Linked DNA regions of Mus musculus: regions 1 and 3 are each linked to region 2. A link is a contact called in public Hi-C data. All regions are on one chromosome and are shown on one strand. The core of a region is the stretch at or near the end of the contact, and the rest is flanking DNA. Distances in the headings are between cores, read along the strand shown.

The links. Hi-C and Micro-C count contacts between places; a contact is called where the count stands out from the background.
Region 1: a Hi-C map of uterus shows a contact between it and region 2, with 3 times the contacts expected there. The contact joins two enhancer-like sites. A contact is called at or near these places in 6 of 39 promoter capture datasets (the 3T3-L1 cell line, embryonic stem cells, hippocampal neurons and 2 more), 8 of 484 Hi-C or Micro-C datasets (embryonic stem cells, pre-pro-B cells and uterus) and 4 of 9 other capture datasets (adipose tissue, embryonic stem cells, liver and 1 more).
Region 3: a contact with region 2 is called in a Hi-C map of uterus, with 3 times the contacts expected there. The contact joins two enhancer-like sites. A contact is called at or near these places in 4 of 39 promoter capture datasets (the 3T3-L1 cell line, 3T3-L1-derived adipocytes, epiblast stem cells and 1 more), 3 of 484 Hi-C or Micro-C datasets (nephron progenitors, neural progenitor cells and uterus) and 2 of 9 other capture datasets (embryonic stem cells and liver).

The regions. Positions count from the first base shown.
Region 1 is chr2:105,131,130-105,133,829 of GRCm38.p6, forward strand. It overlaps Wt1 (Wilms tumor 1 homolog), which reads left to right. Exons shown (of 10, transcript NM_144783.2): 2 at 1,809-1,931; 3 at 2,273-2,375. Among named protein-coding and RNA genes, the nearest start is that of Wt1, 6.0 kb to the left of the region's middle. Within about 2 kb of position 1,337, at least 13 of the 459 cell types and tissues checked have an H3K27ac peak or open chromatin away from gene starts, as enhancers often do. A contact at or near this core is called in uterus, where this site is marked.
Region 2 is chr2:105,205,695-105,208,394 of GRCm38.p6, forward strand. No RefSeq gene overlaps it. Among named protein-coding and RNA genes, the nearest start is that of Them7, 17 kb to the right of the region's middle. Within about 2 kb of position 1,332, at least 14 of the 459 cell types and tissues checked have an H3K27ac peak or open chromatin away from gene starts, as enhancers often do. A contact at or near this core is called in uterus, where this site is marked.
Region 3 is chr2:105,107,560-105,110,259 of GRCm38.p6, forward strand. The region is part of intron 1 of Wt1os (Wilms tumor 1 homolog, opposite strand); the gene reads right to left. Among named protein-coding and RNA genes, the nearest start is that of Wt1os, 18 kb to the right of the region's middle. Within about 2 kb of position 1,357, at least 66 of the 459 cell types and tissues checked have an H3K27ac peak or open chromatin away from gene starts, as enhancers often do. A contact at or near this core is called in uterus, where this site is marked.

The sequences.
Region 1 (2,700 bases), core at 87-2,586, 75 kb before region 2:
TGGCCACTCAGGAATGGAGAAGGGTTCGTTTAGAGAAAATTCCTTTATTTCTCCCCCCCCCTTTTTTTTTGGTTTAAGGACTCTTCACAAACTCCGTATTCTTGCTGGGAAAACCCGGGTGGGTGCCTGGACCCATTTTCGTTTATAAGCTGTAGGCCTCAAGTGGAACCACGCCTTGTTTCTCAAAAGGAAGATTCTGAAAGGCTATATGCACTTATTAATCCACACCCAAGAGGTATTAGGGCAGGGCATTATCTTTCCTCACTTCAGATACAGAGAAACTCAGGGCTTGCCCAGGTTGAAAAGCTGGCTGCTTCCTCAGTCACTGACCAGAGTTCTCAGCCTTCCCAGGGTACAAGTTGGTTATTCCCATAGTACCCCATTTCTCCCCTTCACTGTAAAACACCACAATCGACTGCTCCGGAGTAACCCCGATAGGATGGAAGCTTGTGTTTTTGTTTGGACAGTGGGTGTCCCCTCGGTATTTTGACATTGGAGATAGCTGTCTCTGTACTGAATGAATGGTCTCAGCAACTCCTTATCGATTGAAGGACCTCCATCAGCTGGTGGGTAAAAACATCACATGACATAACTGAGTCTCCAAAGAAACCAGACATTTCCAAGTCAGGTGGGCACTTTGTTCTACTTGGGGGGGGGGGGCTAGAATTTATTGGGATTTAGAGACTGCACAGTAGGAAGCCACTGGGGCTACAGAGGGAGGCTACTGAAGGGACAAGGTGTAGCCACTCAGCTCTCATTCTGTCCTGAAAGGCCTGGCTCCCTCTCCTGAACTTCACCAAGAGGTGGGGGAGGAGGCCCTACCCCAATTAAGTCCCTAGAAGGATCTTTAAGATGTCGGCTTGCACACCAACTTGAGCTTTGGCAAAACAAGTGGGGAATGTGTTTATAGAAACTTAGTAACAATATCGTGAAAGAATAAGATTTTCAAGACTCCCTGTTGATTTTCATCCATTTGAGAGATAGGGGAGGTCACCAGCCTCAGCTTTCAGCAAGAAAACAGAGGCTGAGATACTGCTACACAGGGATAGGTAGGGACATTGTACTGGCCTGTGGGGCAAGAAGGTTGGTCACCACAGCTGTGGGCAGAACTGAGCCCTCTGGGCTCCAGGTAGGCTGGGAGGGGCAAAAGGATTCGCCCTAACTGGAAGGGTCTTTCTTCCCTCCTCCCGCACCCCCCCCCCCTACAAGCTTTCCTAAAGGCCTTGAGTGTCTTGGTGTCAGGCTGTGCAGACCAGAGAGGTAACATGCCCTGGTAATTACTCTCTCCTTTTAAAGCGCAGACCGTTGAACTGGCTCAGAGTAATTAATGAAAGTTGGTGCGCGGGCCCTTGATTTACAGCCCTGAGTCAAAGCGGGGTCAGCAGAGGAAACCCAGTCCTCTGGACCGAGCCGCCCCAGCGCGAGAGCCACGGTGTTGTTTGTTTTTACGAAAGACAGTTTCTCCGCCAGGCGGGCGACGGTTTTTACACCCAACTTGCTGGAGGCTGCAATGGAAGACAGGCACAGAGGAATTGGGGGAAGCGGGGAGTTTGTAATTTTATTTGGGAGAAAGGATCGGATTAGTTCCCACTACAGCGTTGGGTTCCCCGCTTAGAGCCTGAAGTCCTAGAAGGCAGGGGTGGGGGTGGGGGTGGGGGGCGGCAGGGGTGGCAGAGGACGACTCTACTGCTGACGAGAGTTAGGACATCGGGTACCCGCTGCTAGTGCCCCTGCTTTTTCAGGAACCTAATTGATTCTGTACTTTTTTTTTTCTTTTTTCTTTTTTTTCTTCCCTGCCGCTTCTTCAGGATACAGCACGGTCACTTTCGACGGGGCGCCCAGCTATGGCCACACGCCCTCGCATCACGCGGCGCAGTTCCCCAACCATTCCTTCAAACACGAGGACCCCATGGGCCAGCAGGGCTCGCTGGGTGAGTGGGAAAGATGCGGGTCTTTACTGGATGCCTCCATCTATAGTACCGCATCCTATCCGAATTTTCAATCCCTAGCAAATTGGGAGAGCGAGTAGAAACATTTAAAGGGACATTAGAAATACTAGCTTGTTTTACCCTATTTAAAAGATCGAATCTCCTTCCGCTCATCGTGGGGAAGTAGTCCTTGAGTTGAGGCGGCCTCGCTGTCCTGCAGCTGGAGCCAAACCTCACCGTCTGATGCTCAGCAAGCTCTCCATCCCGTCCCCCCTCCACCAGAACCTCTGCCAGTGACTCGCACTCCCGAGTCTCGCTCACTGCTGCCCTTGGCTCTCTGGCAGGCGAGCAGCAGTACTCCGTGCCACCTCCGGTGTATGGCTGCCACACCCCTACTGACAGTTGCACAGGCAGCCAGGCCCTGCTCCTGAGGACGCCCTACAGCAGGTAAGAAGGCGCGGAGCACCGAGACTAGATCCTGGAAATCCAGGAAGTGCAGGTGAGCTGGCGGCGAGAGAATGCCTGACCCTCCGCATCGCGTTCAACAGGCGAAAAGAAGGCAGGCAAAAGAAGTCTTCTTTAGACCCAGACACTCTAATTAAAGCAGGTGTCTTGGGCTATTGCTTGGCCTATAAAACGACGGCCGGCCGTTGTGTTTGGAGATAAAAAGGGAACTGCTGCTTTGAGGGTTTATTTCTTTTCTTTGGTTTTTCGAGAGACAGGATTTTTCTGACTGTCCTGGTAGTTTTTCTGTAGACCAGTCTGGCTTCGA
Region 2 (2,700 bases), core at 82-2,581:
GTGTTGAAGTCCCTTATTGGTTCTGGCTATAGAGCCAGTTAAAAGAATGCAGAGGCAGATGCTCACCTCCAGCCAACCATTGGTTGAGTACGAGATCCCCAATGGAGGAGTTAGAGAAGGGACCCAAGGCGCTGATGGAATTTGCAACCCCATAGGAACAACAACAATATCAACCAAACGGACGACCCCCCCCACACACAGAGCTCCCAGGGACTAAATCACCAACCGAAGAGTATACATGGAGGGACCCATGGCTCCCATATATGTAGCAGAGGATAACCTTGTCGGGCATCAATGGGGGAAGAGACCCTTGGTCCTGGGAATGCTGGATATCTCAGTGTAGGAAATGTGAGGGCGTGGAGGCAGGAGTAGGTAGGTGTGTGGGTGAGCACCTTCATAGAAGCAAGGGGAGAAGGGATGGGATAGGGGATTTTGGGGGTGGGGAGGAACCGGGGAAAGGGATAGCATTTGAAATGTAAATAAAGAAACTATCCAAAAGGAAAAAGAAAGAAAGAAAGAAAGAAAGAAAGAAAGAAAGAAAGAAAGAAAGAAAGAAAGGAAGGAAGGAAGGAAGGAAGGAAGAAAGAGAAAGAGAGAAAGGAAGAAAGAAAGAAAGAAAGAAAGAAAGAAAGAAAGAAAGAAAGAAAGAAAGAAAGAGAAAGGAAGAAAGAAAGAAAGACATGGATGCTGCCCTGAACATCTAGGAACTAGAGTTGGAGTTTCCCATGCTTCCTTGTTTCTTAAAGCCATCACTTATCAGTAAGTCCAAAGGGGAGAAGAGTCGGAGAGATGCATGCTTGGAAGCTGAGCGTCAAGCCTGCTGCAGCTCAGCCCTAAGCCCCCCACTCATCCCAGCAGTTAAGGGGATAACAATGACATACACTTTCTCCATGCCCTGATAGCAGAATGGGACAAGGCTGACTTTTAATTTTTAATCTCACCCTGCATTTTAAGATGACAAAATGCGTCACCACGGGCTACGCTGTGATTTTTTAGCCTCTGACAGTGGAAGAAATTGAGAGGAGACACAAAACAGCTGCTATGCTGTTCCTTGGTCTGCTGACCCTGCTCCTGCCCCAAACAAACAGCAGCCTGTCCTCTTGGCCTGTCCCGAAGCCTGGAGCTAGGTAAGGAGCCAAGGATCTGGAAGGAGAAGGACCCTCCCCACCACACCGCCCCTGCTCCTGAGCACAGCCACGCTGTTTCTAGGACTCATAAATCCTGAGCTAGTATTTGATCCTACAAAGTAAGATTGTGGTTATCTGAGTGGATGGCCCTGTCACGGGGCCTGTAGACAAACCGCAGCCAGGCTGGCCTAGTCTGGATCATTAGTCACTGGGACAGAAGTTCTGCACAGGGTCAACCCCAGAGCCAGGCCTGCTCTGGCCTCAGACGGGGCCCCAGGAGGACAGCTCATTATTGTCCTCAAAGTCAAGCCTTCTCATTCTTTTGGGAGGTGGTGGTGGGGGAGGTAGGTGAACCAATAAATCTCTTGGCTCTGCCTGCCGTGTTGCTCAAACTCTGTGCTCACAGAGTGATTCTAGAAGGTGTGTGATAAATGCAGATTATCTACTCCATCGCCAGAGAGGCTCATTCCTGGACCTTGTTCCAAGATGACCCTTTGACAGTCTTAAAACTGTATGTGCCATCCCCCAACATTCATTTCTCTCAGCTCCAGCTCCACCCTACCAGTCCAGACCCTTTCTTAGTAAGAGGCTGGAGAGCAGGGAGAAAAGAGGTATTTAGAATGCTGGCATAACTCAGTGTCTACATTCCTGCTTTAGAGGACAGAAGACAGCATGCACCACAGAGAGGACAGAGCCTAGAACCCCTGTGCCTGCTGATGAGAAACAGGTCAGTTCATCCCATAACTTATGGATAACAGCAATGGCTGCCGTTAAGCGTGCACTCGAGTGAGGTATTAGGACAATCAGTTCCCTATAAGATATCAAAGGCAACAGCCCTTCATGACATTTTCAGGTGAGGTAGTAAGTGGCTAACGAGTATAGAGCAAGTGCCGGTGAGCTTGTACCCACTGTCAGCAGTGACTAGAGACAATGTTCTCCAAAGCCTTGTCTGGTTGATGGCTTAGTCAGTCAAGTCTTTGCTGTGTGAGCATGCGGGCCTCAAGACTCACATGGAACAGAGAATAGTGGCATGGAAACTGCTGAGGTGGAGACGAGAGGAACCCCAGGGCTTGCCAGCCAGGTAGGCTTTCCTATTTGGTCAGCTTTGGGCCATGGAGAGACCTGATATCGAAAAACTGAACTGGGGCAGAGTGTAGTGGCACCTTTAATCCCAGCACCGGGGAGACAAAGGCAGGCAGATCTTCATGAGTTTAAGGCTAGCCTCATCTACACAGCATGCTACAAGCCAGTCAGAGTACAGAATGAGATCTTGTTTCGAAACCAAACCAAAACAAGGCAGCAGACTCCTATGGAATGATGTCTGAGGTTATCCTCTGGCCTCGCATGCATGTGTGCACACACATGCACACCATGTGCCTGAACACACACACACACTGAAAAATAAAATGAATAAAACACCCTGTCTCCCCTAGTGAGGCTCAGCACTAACAGTGTCTGTGATGGACTTGAATTACATCATCATTTTAAAGAATGGAGCCTACTTCTCTCCTGGGGAGGCTAAAGTGAAGAGAATATGGCAGAAGTGATAGCATGATGACCCCAGGATTCTGTG
Region 3 (2,700 bases), core at 107-2,606, 98 kb before region 2:
ATGAATGCTTCCCAATTTCCATCTTTAAGAGGACTACTAGTCTCAAAAGGGTAGCAAGAGGTTTCTTTTTTTTTTTTTTAATTTTTTATTAGGTATTTAGCTCATTTACATTTCCAATGCTATACCAAAAGTCCCCCATACCCACCCACCCCCACTCCCCTACCCACCCACTCCCCCTTTTTGGCCTTTTTGGCCTTTTTGGCCTTTTTGGTTCCCCTGTACTGGGGCATATAAATTTTGCGTGTCCAATGGGCCTCTCTTTCCAGTGATGGCCAACTAGGCCATCTTTTTATACATATGCAGCTAGAGTCAAGAGCTCCGGGGTACTGGTTAGTTCATAATGTTGTTCCACCTATAGGGTTGCAGATCCCTTTAGCTCCTTGGGTACTTTCTCTAGCTCCTCCATTGGGAGCCCTGTGATCCATCCATTAGGTGACTGTGAGCATCCACTTCTGTGTTTGCTAGGCCCCGGCATAGTCTCACAAGAGACAGGGTAGCAAGAGGTTTCTTAGTCTGTACCAGCTTCCTGGCCATAACTCTATTGGAACCATTTTAGGACATCTCCAAAAAGACAAAGAACATTTTTCCCATAAGTCTCACAATCTCTTTCTTCTTAAATCTCTGAGGTGTTGTGGTTGTATGGGCCCAAGTATTCATATTTTACTATGATTGTGTTTAAAGTCCTAAAATAAGGGCTGGCAAGGGTTCTCAGAGGAAAGTGTGCCCAGCAGTAAGAGTTCAAGCCGTGCGACCTTTATGTCCTTTATGGACAGTAGTGACTCTGGTCAAGTTGTCCTCTGGCCTCACAGACCCACAACAACAAGTATGTACCCAGTTTTAGACACAGACACAATAAAATAAATGTTTAAGGCTGGAAAGATGGCTCAGTGGTTAAGAGCACTGGCTGCTCTTCCAGAGGACCTGGGTTCAATTCCTGGCACCCACATGACAGCTCACACCTGTCTGATACTCCGATTGCAGGGGACCTAAAACCCTCATACACATACAGGCAAATCACCAATGAACATAAAAATAAAATAAATGTTAAAAAATTAATAAGAGAAACAATATTTAACAAAACTGTTGAATCCAAAAGACCACCAGGAAGCAGGTGGACCATCTTGCCAGGACCCCAGTTCGACCATTTTGCCTGGGCCAGCCTCCCCCCCCCCCACACACACAGGCTTCTTGGCAGGAGGCAGAAGGTCCTAAGTCTTTGCCTTAATTTTTTTTCTGACCTGAATAGTCTGTCAGAGTCTGTCTTTGTTCCATTTGTCAAAACACCATTGTTCTCTCCGCACTGTGGTGGTTTCATTTCCATTGTTTAAGTATCAGAAGTCAAGGCAGCAGCAAGTAGACGGGAGCAGGGCTTGCTGCCTGCATCTGTGGCCCAGAGCCAGGCTCATCTCTTGCTGTTTAGCGGACCGTGGAAATCATAGCCTGCCAACCAACTCTGGCTCCGTTACAAGGTTACAGCTCACAAAAGAGTCTCTGTCACCAGTTACTCTGTGCCAGGGCCACAGTGCACTGGATGGCGAGTCCCAGAAGAGGGCAACCTTTCCTCCCAGATCTGCTATCTTTATGGACAACAATAAGATCATCTGGAAGAAAGCACACCATTCTGCTAAGAGAAGTATCTGATAGGCCTGTTTGTGTGTGTGTGTGTGTGTGTGTGTGTGTTCGTTTGTTTTTAAGAGATTGTGATTTCCCACTGTTATGAAAACACACTCACTGTTCAGAGTTAACCTAGGACCTTATTTTTAGGGACACAGAATAACCCGGGGCATTTTAACTCCTGAGAAGAAATAAACTTTGAGCTGGGCGGTGGTGGCGCACGCCTTTAATCCCAGCACTTGGGAGGCAGAGGCAGGCGAATTTCTGAGTTCGAGGCCAGCCTGCTCTACAAAGTGAGTTCCAGGAAAGCCAGGGCTACACAGAAAAATCCTGTCTTGAAAAACAAAACAAACAAAACAAAAAACAAAAAAAAAAAAAAACCAAAAACCTTTGAATGAGCCTTCAGTTGTGAATTGTTTTATATTTGTCTTTAACATCATTTGCTCAAAAATCGAATTTTAAAATGGAATTTAAAATGTCATACTTATGTCAGGTGTGATGGGACAGGTTTATGATCCCTATACTTGAGAGGTGGAGGCAGAAGAGTTTTGACTGTGATACCAGCCTGGGCTGTATAATAAAATCTTGTTATAAATAAACTGAAATTAAACAAAACACAGAACAACAACAGTGAAAACCCTGATTCTTATGTTAGATTGAGTCAAATACTGCATAAGAGAAAGCGGCTTACTTTTAAAATTAGTGATTCTTTTTCTGATTCTATAAATTGTCATTTAAAATTTGGTTGAGATCATTCATTAAATATGCAAATATCTTTGAAAATAATCATGGGGATTCAGTTTGGCCATTTGGAGGATTCCTAAAGAGAGGGTCTTATCAAATTCCTGAGAGAAAATACTAGTTCCACTTGTGGGCTTGATGCAAAGGATGGCTTTAGATTTCTGAAAGCCAACAATAGATGCAGAAGCACAAAGAACAACATCTTCAAAGCCCAAGTAACAACAATTGCTGCTCTGTAATAATCAAGCCAGTCAGACACCAGTGACGAGAAGGCTAAAGTCATTTGAGACATACAAGATCTAAATCCATATCCGCTTTCTGGATGCTTTTCTGGCCCTGAGAACT